Linked DNA regions of Zea mays: region 2 is linked to region 1. Evidence: chromatin contacts called from public Hi-C data. All regions are on one chromosome and are shown on one strand. The core of a region is the stretch at or near the end of the contact, and the rest is flanking DNA. Distances in the headings are between cores, read along the strand shown. Region 1 holds the start of LOC100384655. Region 2 holds the start of LOC100192626.

Region 1 (6,017 bases), core at 1,579-4,078:
TGAAGCCGTGGAGCTAGGGGGTGGCGTAGCAACTCCCTGGCGACAGATAATGCCGTAGGTGTTGCCCTCGATGGAGTCCGGGACACTTGCGCAGGCGTGTGCTGTTGCACGGCGTGTACAACAGCAGCCCCAGACTCAGGGCAGTCGGGTACTCGCGACGCGGAGGACGCAACTTCTTGCTCCATCGCCAAATCTTCTGAAGTTTCGGCGCGGTGCTCGATGATTCGCACCATCATGCTGAGCGAGGGAACAAGCAAAAACTTCAAGCCTAGCCCCTACCTGGCGCGCCAAATGTCGGAGGGTAAATCTCTCCGGTCGGGTGGCGGATTGCACCCACCCTAATTCCTAAAATGAGGAGGGGCCTAAGCGTCTTGCTTGTTACGAGGTTGGTGGATGAACACACGAGAGCACACGAGGGTTTAGAGTGGTTCGGTCCGCCGGGGCGTAACACCCTACTCCACTGTGTAATGTATTGTGAGTCTGAGCTTGGCTCTGTGTAACGTCGCATGCCTCCCCTTTTATAGCTGAAGGGGGGCATGCACAAAGGTAATGAGCCCCGACATGTGGGCCCAGGGACATAGAGAATATAAAACTTGGGACTATAAATATTTGCTGCCAGGGCAATCTCCTTGTGTCCTGTCGTCCGAGATCTGTGTATCTTCGGCGTGCAGAGGAAGCTTCTTGTAGAAGGGATAACACAGTGCGCTGCCTGGCACGAGCGCACTGCTCACCAGCAGACCCAGTAGGCGCGCCGCCTGCTGGATGACCTTGACGCCGCCTACCAGTGGATGGGACGGGACACATTAAATGCTGAGAGGGCACGTCGCCCGTCAGCGCAGTGGCAGGCGGCGCGTCCTCTCCTCAGTAAATGTAGGCGCTGCACGGCTTTACGTCAGGCTCAGCCCGATGGCTTATGTCATGGGTCACAAGCAACGGGTCTCCGCCTGAGCGGGAAGTGAAGGGCAAGGCCTGGACACGTGTCAGCACCAGACCCCTACTCACGCCAGGGTCTTCCTCGTTCTGGGACCTTGCTGAGGTTCGGACCTTACTCGGAGGCTCCGGACTTATATGTATAGGGGTCCGGTGTCCTTGTGTGGAGGTCCAGACCCCACGATACATACTGGGATGTGCTGTCTTTCCTTGCCACGTGGCGCCCTTTGGCCTGCCCATGCGGTGGGGTCAGGCATCGTCCTCCGCGTGGCCTGGAGATGTTGCATAGGTGCGGCGTCTTCATGCTGTAGAAGAGGGTACCCCTGATTTAGGGTACCGACACAAGTGTTAGTGTGAACTAAAACAAGTTAGATGAGAAGAGAGAAGAAAGGAGAACTCTTCACTTGATTTCTCCTTTACGAGAGTACTGAACTTAGGAGAAATATTTCAAGTGAGTAAAGAACTCAAGAAGATTTTTACTGTGGTTCGGTCAATGCCTACTCCATGTTGTGGTGACCTCCCTTGGTCAAGGGTTGCTCTCAACCCTTCTCAAGTGATACAAAAATCAAACTTGAGTGTCACAATTGTCTTCCTTATATCAATATCCCTTTGTGAGGAATCTCTATAAATTGGAGTCTATCACATCTTACACAAATGACCACAATAAAATTCGGAGTAAGGAGGGGAGTAGATACGCACACAAGAGCACAACGCAACAACAACACGCACAAATGTGAAGAAGAGAGCGTAACAACAAAACGATAGAGTAACGACTGAAGAAATGCGCTCAAATCTCTCTAGAACACTTCAGAGGCGTGGTTGCGGAGTCTTGGAGTTGTAGTGTGCTCAAAGTATGCTTAGGTACCGCTCCATGGCGCCTTGGGGTCCTTTTATAGCTCCAAGGGACCTAGGAGCCGTTGGAGCTTGAATTGGAAGCTCCCAGCCTTCCCTGTCCGTGGGTGCACCGGTCTGTCCGGTGGCGCACCGGACCTGCACAGTGCAATAGTTAACAGATCCCTGATTGGTCACTTTCTGTTTCAAGCGGGCACCAGACTGTTTGGTGGGGGGCACCGAATTGTCCGATGCACCATCTGACCATTGGCTGCGGCGGACGTGGCAGATAGCTGTTGTCTATCTTCACACCGGACTGTCCGACGCTCCGCGCGGACCGTCCGGTGAATTATAGCCGAGAGTGCTCGGATGAAACCGAGAGCGACCAGTACGATCGGACGGACACCGGACTGTCCGGTGGATGGCACCGAACCGTTCAGTGTCGCCTAGTCCAGCACAACTTGTTCCTTTTTATGCCAACTTTCTTTTGCTCCTTTTGACTCGACTTCTTATGGTCCCTATCATTTAGTCAAACATGATTAGTACCTCAATAATTGACTAAGTGCTAGAAACATACCTGTTTCACTTTGATCCATAGATGTTTTAGTATGCCTATTTTCAAACCTAAAGGGTGCCTTTTCTTGTAATCCTTAATTTACTTTACAAACACCTATGCTCATGCCCAAACAAGACCTATATTTGATAGACTTCCACTATTGCATTCTTTTAGTTTATTATGAAAAACAGCTAAATTAATTATGTTATGGTACAGACGTTCTGTTTGATACCACTTTCGTTTTTAAATATACGAAGAAGCTACGAAATAGGCTGTGACAAATAAAGTTTTTGTGCGATTGCCAACGAGAGAAGTTTAGGGAGAGTGGGAGACAAAGCGGATTGGTGGGCTACGGTCTACAGTTGGGTCGTACGGCTGTGAATCTTGGGCCGGCCCATCCATTTTTGTTTTATATTCTCTGGCCTTTGTTAGCCTAGACTCCACCCAACTTTTCTTGCCAAATAAAACGATGAAAAAGTTCATTTTACCTCAGTCAACTACCAATTTTCTCGCTCAGACATACAGAATTACAGAGTCGAAGTGCGCTGTGGCCTGTGGACTCTCCCCTCCCCAACTCCGGCGAAGGGAGCAGAAACGTTGGCGTGTTGGTTGGGTGGCGTCGGCATGGACGAGGCAACGAAGAAGAATGTGGAGGCTACGGTGCTGGAGATCCTCCGGGGCTCCGATATGGAGTCCGTGACGGAGTACAAGGTCCGCGCCGCTGCCAGCGACCGCCTCGGCATCGACCTCTCCATACCCGACCGCAAGCTCTTCGTCCGCGGCGTCGTTGAGGAATACCTACTTTCACTCTCCTCCAAGGAGGAGGCGAAGGCGGAGGAGGAGGGCGTCACTGGCAGGGAGAGCAAGGGCAAGGAACACGAAGAGGAGGACGAAGAGGATGACGATGAGGAGGAGGATGAAGGTAAGGGTGGCGGGAAGAGAGAGTACGATGACCAAGGTGACCTTATCCTGTGCCGCGTGAGTTTCTTCTTCCGTATCTCCTCTCTCGCTCTTGTTCAAATCGATCCGAATGTTATGCTAGGGTTTTGTGGCGTGATGTGGGTTTGTGCGTGCAGCTTTCGAGCAAGAGGAGGGTGACTTTATCGGAGTTTAAGGGCAGGTCGTTGGTGTCCATCCGCGAGTTCTACGTGAAGGACGGCAAGGAGATGCCCTCCGCCAAAGGTGACTCCACCATGGCACCATGGATTACTGCTCGAATGTTAGATGTGATGTCCACTCGAATGGATCTTCATCTGCAATGTCAGCTTGATATTGCCGGACCTTGAGGCTTGACCCTTTTATTACACTCTTATAGTAATGAATGTCTCAGTTTTCCAGAAACCGAATTCACCAATTCGCAGAACTTAGAACTGAGCAGCGATAATGATGTGATGTTGTTGTTCCAGTGTTATCTGTCTGTCATTTACCTATGGCTATCTTTTTAGACAAAACGTGGCTATTATGTATCCACGCTTTCGTAAATGTTGGACTTCTTTATATAGAAACACTGCAAATACCAGTTAGTTTTTTCAATCTGTCACTGCGTACGGTATATTTCATTCTCCTGCACTAGCAATATCTAGAATCTGTTATGGTCTCAGTGTGATTTGATCATATCAACTTATTTTTAGGCTATGCCAGTCCTGTATTTTCATGCATCTTCAGAAGTCTTTTTAGCGCAGTTATTGTCTTACCACTGGTGTCTAGCTGTAAGTTTCAATTGGTGGGCAAGAAAACTGTCAATTTGAGATTTTAATTGCTTTATGGGTTATTTGACTAAGTTTAATGTGATCATTTTAATGCAGCATTACGTTCAGTATACCCCTGTTGAATCAGCACCCCTGCCTACCGAAATTTGGATTGATTTAAAGAAAAATCTGAGGAAATCATTTCAACAGGCTAGCTGATCTGCAAAAGTATATCCCCACCATATTCAGACACAATATGATATTTGTTCGCAGCCAGTTGCCAGTCAATAATCACTAATTCACTATATTTGGCCGCTCTGGAATATTTGGTTCATAGACCAGTTGACAATTCTCTCTTCTTTCATGTTACAACTTGTGTTCTTTCTTTATTATTTGTTGGTGACTTGGTGTAAATGCAAGTCAACTTGATTTAGCTTTGACTCCTTTTCTAAACAAAATTTCATTTCAGTATTATCCATGTTGCATCGTGTTCCATAGCAAAACAGTTATAACTCAGTTGCCATCCCTTATGACATACTTGTGATGTCAAAAATCTGGTTATTGTTTTGCATGAGTTATTCCATCGTGTTCCAACACATTTTAATGTATCAGGATTGAGAACCCTCTTTTGCGAGCTCAAACTTTGGTAGGTGTTTATTAATTTCAATAGTATCTAATCACTACCCCATTTATTTCCACATGGCTAAATGCATGTTCCTAAAGAAATTAAGATCTATCAGGTGTTTGTTAGTACCATCTTACCAAAAAAATGTGTTTCTGGTGCCATTGTTATGGATTTCTATCGTATCTTCTTTGTTTTATGTTGTGGTGTGCTTCTTTTTGTGTGCCATTGCTCATTGTTTATCTCTTTTCTTCTATTCTTTACTAACGTTTTTCCTAGTGCAGGTATCAGTATGACTTTGGAGCAGTGGGAAGCATTTTGCAATGCTGTACCTGCAATAGAGGATGCCATCAAAAAGCTTGAAGATTCAGACTGAACTGGTTTTAAGAGCCTCTTCTTATGCCCGTGTCAAATGAAAAAGCCTGGGAAGCATTTCGCAATGCTGTATCTGCAATAGATGATGCATGAAAAAGCTTGAAGATTCAGACAGAACTGGTTTAGGAGCCTCTTATTTTGCCTGTATCAAATAAAAAAGCCTATTTCTGACCCTTAACGAGGGCCATATATGTGTCTTGCAAGAGCTAAGTTCTGTAAAAGATTTCTACATGTACCATGTGTAGGAGTTAGGATAGAGTGATAGACGTACTGCTGCATACAGTTCGGAATATTTGCTAGTAACAAGTAATCTACCATTAGGTGGCCTGGAGTTCACATGCTATGCTATGTGATGATCGGGGATGTGTCCTAGCAATAGCAAGCTCATGAAGTTGTTTCTCCCCCCTTTTTTTTTCTGTGTATTAGGGTTAGTTTGACAACCTCATTTCCTCAGGGATTTCTATTTTCTCAAGGAGATTTTTTTTTTAAAAAAATAGAGTTGCCAAACTAGCCTTTACATGTTTATGTGATAGCGATTTTTTTTACATTATGTTTGTCTAGACGACACTAAGGGTGTGTTTGTTTATGTCTGTTCGAGACGACACTAAGGGCTGATTTAGTGGACATGGTTCATGAGGGATCTATAGGAGATGAATCCTAAATAGCAAGGGATTTCTTTCCCATATATTCTCTTGTGATCTCTATCCACCAAATTTGGTGATCAGAGGATTTATGGGGAGTAATCCCTTTGTTATTTAAATTTAAATAGCAAGGAGATTTCTTCTATGGATCCTCTCGAAATCTCTGATCACCAAATCAGCTTTAAGTGTGTGTTTGTTTCCCTCCTAAATTATAGCCCTTATGTATTTATGTGATTTTTTTACATTATGTTTGTCTGAGATGATATTAAGGGTGTATTTGTTTCCCTCCTAAATTATGTAAGTTAAATTATGATAGAAAGATAAGAGGGTAAAATATCACTTTATGAATACAAATAAGCTAAAATAAACTAGTA
Region 2 (6,017 bases), core at 2,584-5,083, 260 kb before region 1:
GGTTTTAGCGCGTCCTCCGCCACTGTCTGTTTACTTAGCATCTACGCAGCATCCATGTCAGCGCATTTTTTACAATTCATCATTCAAACATGATAGCTGTTGACAACAATAAAAGATCCAGTGGGACCCACATGTCATCCCCTAACATCATTTTATCTCAGATGTCCATGCTGGCCAGCCACATCGGCAATCAGAATGGCAAAATTAAGACCAAGATATGCAAGTCAATAGTTTAGGGATCTAGATGACACTGCCAAACAAGTTTGAGGGCCACTGGTCGTCTCTACTCTTTACATTACCTATATTGAATTCGTTACAGCTGCCGGAGTATAATTCTGATATTCAATTTCAACAACAGGTTACTACATGTGTTGCATGCACCTTTTTTTTTACTAAGGGTCTTTCCCTTTTTAATGCAATCACCAATCCTTTGCACTAAAATTCCATAGCAATCCAAACAGTAAAGGCATCACACAATGCAGAACAAATGCATGCTCACCCACACGAAATGTTCTATAAGCTCTACAGGTGTTCAAGAAAATACAACACCAGTCTAAACTTACTGAAGTACAATATAATCTTTACCCTTTTTTTGATTAAATGAAACCTTTAACGTGTGCATAGAAACAAAGACAGTCTATATTCCTGAAGAAGTACAATATAATATTTACTCCAATTAATGTAGCAAAACAATATTAAGTATCATACGGAGTGATGAGATAGTCACTTAGGTCACATAAAAAAATCTAATCTGGATCGTCAAAAAAAAAGGAGAATGGTGACGAGTCATTTGGGAGAGAGGCTTAGAGATTGTAGCCCAGCAAGCTTAACAAAATATGTGAACTTCTTTCTAAAACGCACAGGAAGATGCACATCATTCTATTAAGGAGAAAAGGGTCCAGCGCCAACACGCAAAACCAGCAAACAGAATAAGGAACAAAAAAACATAAAGGAAAAAAGAAACACGCATTCAACACCATAATACAAATAACTAAGATTTCATCAGAGAACCACAGAAAGAAACCAGTGGATAACTAACATTTTATTTTCATAAAAAAGTTCTGCACAAAACAAAATTGTAGAGTCCTGAACTAAACTAGTGCTTTTATACAGGTATTGTTGGCAAGAATTATTGCATCTTTCAACCTGTAAAATCAGAAAATGGCCAGAAAATAAATCTATATAATAGGTAGAGCTGTTCAGGCAGTCATACAGGTACGTACAGTAGTATGAGCATGTAGTAGTGACTGCCTCTGTTGGTGAAGGTCCTGAAGAATCGAGACACCAAGTTCTTCTGTCTCCAACATAGTTCTTCGGCTCTCTTTAATTCTGTCAGTGGACTGATTCAGTCTTTCAGTTGTCATCATCAATCTTCCCCTCTGATCAGTAGACACCTGAGCCATGGGAGAGTCCCCCAAATATGACATGAGTAAAACAACTGTAATTAGCCTGAGACAAAAGGCCTCAATAAAGCAAATCAAGATAACCCAAATAAATGCAACAGGAATGTAGAGGCAGCAGTCCTATTGTACAATGACATTGAGGAATATGAAATATAGGTAACTCAATCACTTCACTAGATATAAAACATTCCAAAACAAAAAATGAACTTAGAGTTCCTTAAGTTCAGCTAGTGCCAGAACTATTATATTACTTGAGGAACATTTCTTATGTAAATAGATATTGACAAATAACTTACGATAGAGCAATATTATCGTGTGATTTACTTTTGTCAGACCACAGAAGTATGTTCTGGAGATAAGAACAGAAAACTCATCCATCACATGTAAGTTTATTTTTATAAATATAACGGTTCTATCTTATTTAGTGACAAACAGAATATTACAGATATATAGAATGAGACAAAAAAAATTTCTTGCTTCTATCACGTCTTCCACAGTTCTCGTTCATCCATTAATAATATGAAGATGATCGCAGTAAGGGTAACCCTATGCTACCAACATCATTAAACTTAAGTGAAGCACAAAGGGCCATATGGGAGGTAAAGGTGATCAGCCACACAGATGCCAATCGGTGGTGTAGTATAAGGTACAGTATTAAGAATTTGAATCAAAATTTTAAAATATAGTATATCAGGATGAAAAGGTGAAACTATCTGATATCGAGAAAGTTTCGTTCATAATAGCATAAAAGTAGAAATAGTGGCTGCGGCGCATCAAGGGTCAACCTTGATAAGGAACTATGTTTGAATACATAGCATATATTTCATACAGAACAAAAGTTGTAATCATACCATCTAAGCAGTAAGACAAGGAAAGTCATAGATTAAACTTGATGGTCAGATATGCTTGAGTGAGAACTGAGAGCATATATAAACATGATGGCAAGATCTTGCCAGAGTTGTACTGCTAAAACTTGGATATCCAAAATTGAAAAAAAAAAGAAGTGAAAGCCCAAAATGTAATGTAGTAATCCAGCTGGATTCACTGACATGCACATGTAAACCATTCATTGAACAAATTCCTAGTACACACGGCCCATTGTTACAATGATGCACAATGTTGCAAGCAAAATGCAACTAAATAACAGATATTGCACCATCAATCATTTAGACTGTATAACTAGTATTCCACTTATATGGGTATGATAATACCCAAGGCAAAAAAGATAAATTCTGATCATTTCAGTGCAAACCAAATCACCTGATATGAAATACCACATCCACATTTAAAAAGTACAAGCACATTTATTTTTCAGTTATTTCTAGCTCATAGACATTGGACCTATGACGTTTTTGCTCTGATGCAATCTACAATAATTGACCTGATGTGATATGTTATGCATTGAAGTGAATACTTTGTAGACACAGTCAAGTCCTAGCATTAGCTCACCGCGAGAGTATCAGCCATTCCAGACTCCAGGAGCTCCTCCCGGGTAGCCTGCCTGGCATTGGGCGCAGATATCCTCTTGAGCTCACTCTTGACGTTGTTGAGGTCAGATTTATACTCCCTCAGCTTTGCAAGCAAACCAGCCTTAATGCTAGGCTGTAGGCTCCTTGCCTCCAGGTCCATCTTCCGAATCTGCAGACACAAAACAAAAACATAAAATTACTTTCCCCCAACCCCCAAATTGAAGACTAAGGCACATAAACATCTCGCAACTCCGTCGGAACACCAAAACTGCACCGACGGAAACGAAAAATCCCTAATCTCTGCTTTTCTACCCATTCCCCAAATGTCCTATATCCCGGGGATCCCCAAAACAGAACGCGTCGCGGCATCTATTTACCAGCGATTCAGCTTCCTCAACGCCGGACTGGATCTCGGAGAGCTTCTGCTTCTTCCTCTCTGCGGATAGACCCACCGAAATCAGACCAAAAACAAACGATCAACAAAAGCAGGTGCTCCCCCAGCGGAATCACAGAGGAGGAATCGTATTAACCATGGGAATCATGCTCACCTCCATCGAGGGCGGATGCAGCCGTGCACTTGCGGGAGAGCGAGGCGGAGGCCTCGCAGTACTGCCGCTCGTAGCCCTCGAACACCTCGCTCATGGCTGATGGCTGCTGCCCGCGGCTGGCCTAGATCTCCTCAAATCCCGTTAGCTTGATCGCCCCAAGCGAGAACGATCCGACAGCGGCGAGTTCGACGGGTACTCGATCCGACAGCGGCGAGTTCGACGGGTACTCGATCCGCGTGGCTCGGCGACGGGAAATCTGGAGGGTCGGGTCAGGATTGCCGTGCCCAAATGCAGAAGAGATTAGCACATTGCCGCTGTTTGTTTGTTTCTAGAGACTGCTTGGTAGGCCCGGGAGGTGAGTTGCTGTCGTGGGAGGCCTATCTACTATCTGGTCTTGCTGGACGTATATGTTCATATGCACTTGTGCTAGAGGTACCAACCACGTAGCAGGGAAAAATATATTATCATCATGTGCACGGTGATTGCAGCATCAAGTTGCTCGCACGTCCTTTTGCTGCCGCTCAATTTACATCAACTGATCGCTGAGACCAGACACCCCAAATGGCCACTGCAAACAATGCCTGCGCTCCTCGTGTTTCTCGCAGACGCTGACGCAGCCGCAACTGGACGCAATTTGATGCGCCAGGACCAGGGTACGTCCTCTGAAGGAACGCTCCTGAATTATTGGTGCCGACATGATGCAAGAGTCTGCAAGCAAAAAAAAAACAAGGGGGAGATCACGTCCTGAGCTGGACTGATGCATGCGCTGTTTCTGTTTGCACGCGCGCAGGGCTCACGTGGAAAACGAAGGCGGAATGGGACTTCCTGCACTCCTACTGCGCCATTGCTCCTTTGATGCAGGCCAGGCCGGGCCGGGCAGAGCAGCTGGCAGCGAGATGGAGTGGAGTGGGCGCCTGGTGCCCTTGCTGTCCCTTCATGTGCTAAAACGTTGCTAGCCTGAAGTAGTTTATTGACCCAACTACCCAAGGCTACTTTTGTCCTATAGTTATTGACCCAATGCTATCTATGTACGTGCATACATACTACTGTCTTCAATGTGATCTCCATGGTGAAACTTGTTTGCAGTCTTTATAAACAATTCAAGGTGCGCTATTTAGTGTTTACTACTCATGCCAGTCTTATGGTGAGTTGTCTATTACTGTCTTCAACACTGCACGTTGTATAGAATGAAATAAAACATAGATGAAACACTGGGTTTAAATAGAAAGTTTTATTCCGTAACTTTATAGTAAATACTTAATTCTATAACACGGAGAGCTGGTACATCATGTCAAAAGAATTTCATCTCCATAGAACTCACTTCTCTCTATCTTACTAAACCTTTGTCAAATTATTAAAAGCACTTATATATATGACAGCTTATTTAATACAAATGGGACGCTAATGGAACTCTACTAAAGGCGCACTGCATATGAACCGACTTTCTGTTGGAGCATATTGTCCCATGTTTCATGAGTGGCTAATTCTTGTAGGCTAACCGTTTTGTTTATGATGTATCAAACTATAACATCATGGCATTAAGATTTAAGTTGTTTGTTCGAGAATTGGTTGAAGTGATTTAAGACGTTGACAACCACGAGCATAGGGAGGATCTCAAGGGGGGCTCCAGACCCCCTACGTGCATGAAACTTCATTAGATATATGGGTGGAGTATAAACGAGAAAGGAGAAGAAGGAAGAAAAATAAGTCTCTGTTCCATTGGAGGAAGAGGTAGATGGTAGAGTAGAAGAGAGAAGGAAGAAGAAGAGAGAAAATTAATCCTACTAGCTTGTGATGTCTTCATCACTGATCACCATGAAATTAGCCTCCCTCCCTAGTCCATTCCAGGAAATTAGCTTGTTGAACGACGACAGATGATGATGGAAACTCTAGTTCTCCTCATTTTCTCTCCTCCCCCTTTCTTCCACCCCTTCTTTCCAGGCGGTGTGTAGGATAGAGCCTTGCTCCTTAATAAGAGAAGGCATGGAGAAAGGAGAAGATTGCACCTATAAATTTAATTAACATAAAATATACGACATAACAGTAAGAAAACTAAAATTTAGACACTTGAAATTTAGCGAGACTTATACTTAATGGCACAAATTTGATTATTGGTATTCACTATTTAATGACGAACTCTAGTTTATGTATAGCTAATTAGGTCGTGTCCAGTAGTTTACCCACATAGTCATTAAAACACTATTTTATATTGTTTTTGCACTGTTTGTAGGCTGAAGTTTAAATATTGTTATAAAAATGGGTAGAGTGCTTGAGATAGTCTTAGTCGTCTTATTATTACTAATGAGGTTGCTTCCATTTCATTGCCACATTTCCCGATGCTAGTTTGACTCATGCAGCAATTACCAACTTGGTTACGACTTTCTACTTCCTCTACTTCATAATTTCCTCCGTGCTAGTTTTGCCATTCAATCACATGGAAACATGAATGAAGCCATGGTGCAAATAATTCCACGGGCGCGAGATCAAAATAAGCACGTTTTCCCTTACCTGGTGGTGCACAATAGGGTTAGAAAAAACTCAAGGCTCGCTCAGAGTCGGCTCGGTTTAGAGAAGCTCGCGAGCTTGAGCCGAGCCTA

Evidence for each region. Hi-C and Micro-C count contacts between places; a contact is called where the count stands out from the background.
Region 2: a contact with region 1 is called in a Hi-C map of leaf, with 4 times the contacts expected there. The contact joins the promoter of LOC100192626 here to the promoter of LOC100384655 in region 1. A contact is called at or near these places in 2 of 25 Hi-C or Micro-C datasets (endosperm and leaf).

What each region holds. Positions count from the first base shown.
Region 1 is chr8:157,813,495-157,819,511 of Zm-B73-REFERENCE-NAM-5.0, reverse strand. It overlaps LOC100384655, which reads left to right and starts at 2,828. Exons shown (of 3, transcript NM_001177140.1): 1 at 2,828-3,295; 2 at 3,394-3,499; 3 at 4,912-5,321. The coding sequence starts at 2,942. The coding sequence ends at 5,003.
Region 2 is chr8:158,075,406-158,081,422 of Zm-B73-REFERENCE-NAM-5.0, reverse strand. It overlaps LOC100192626, which reads right to left and starts at 3,833. Exons shown (of 5, transcript NM_001137840.1): 1 at 3,421-3,833; 2 at 3,250-3,308; 3 at 2,853-3,041; 4 at 1,224-1,394. The coding sequence starts at 3,514.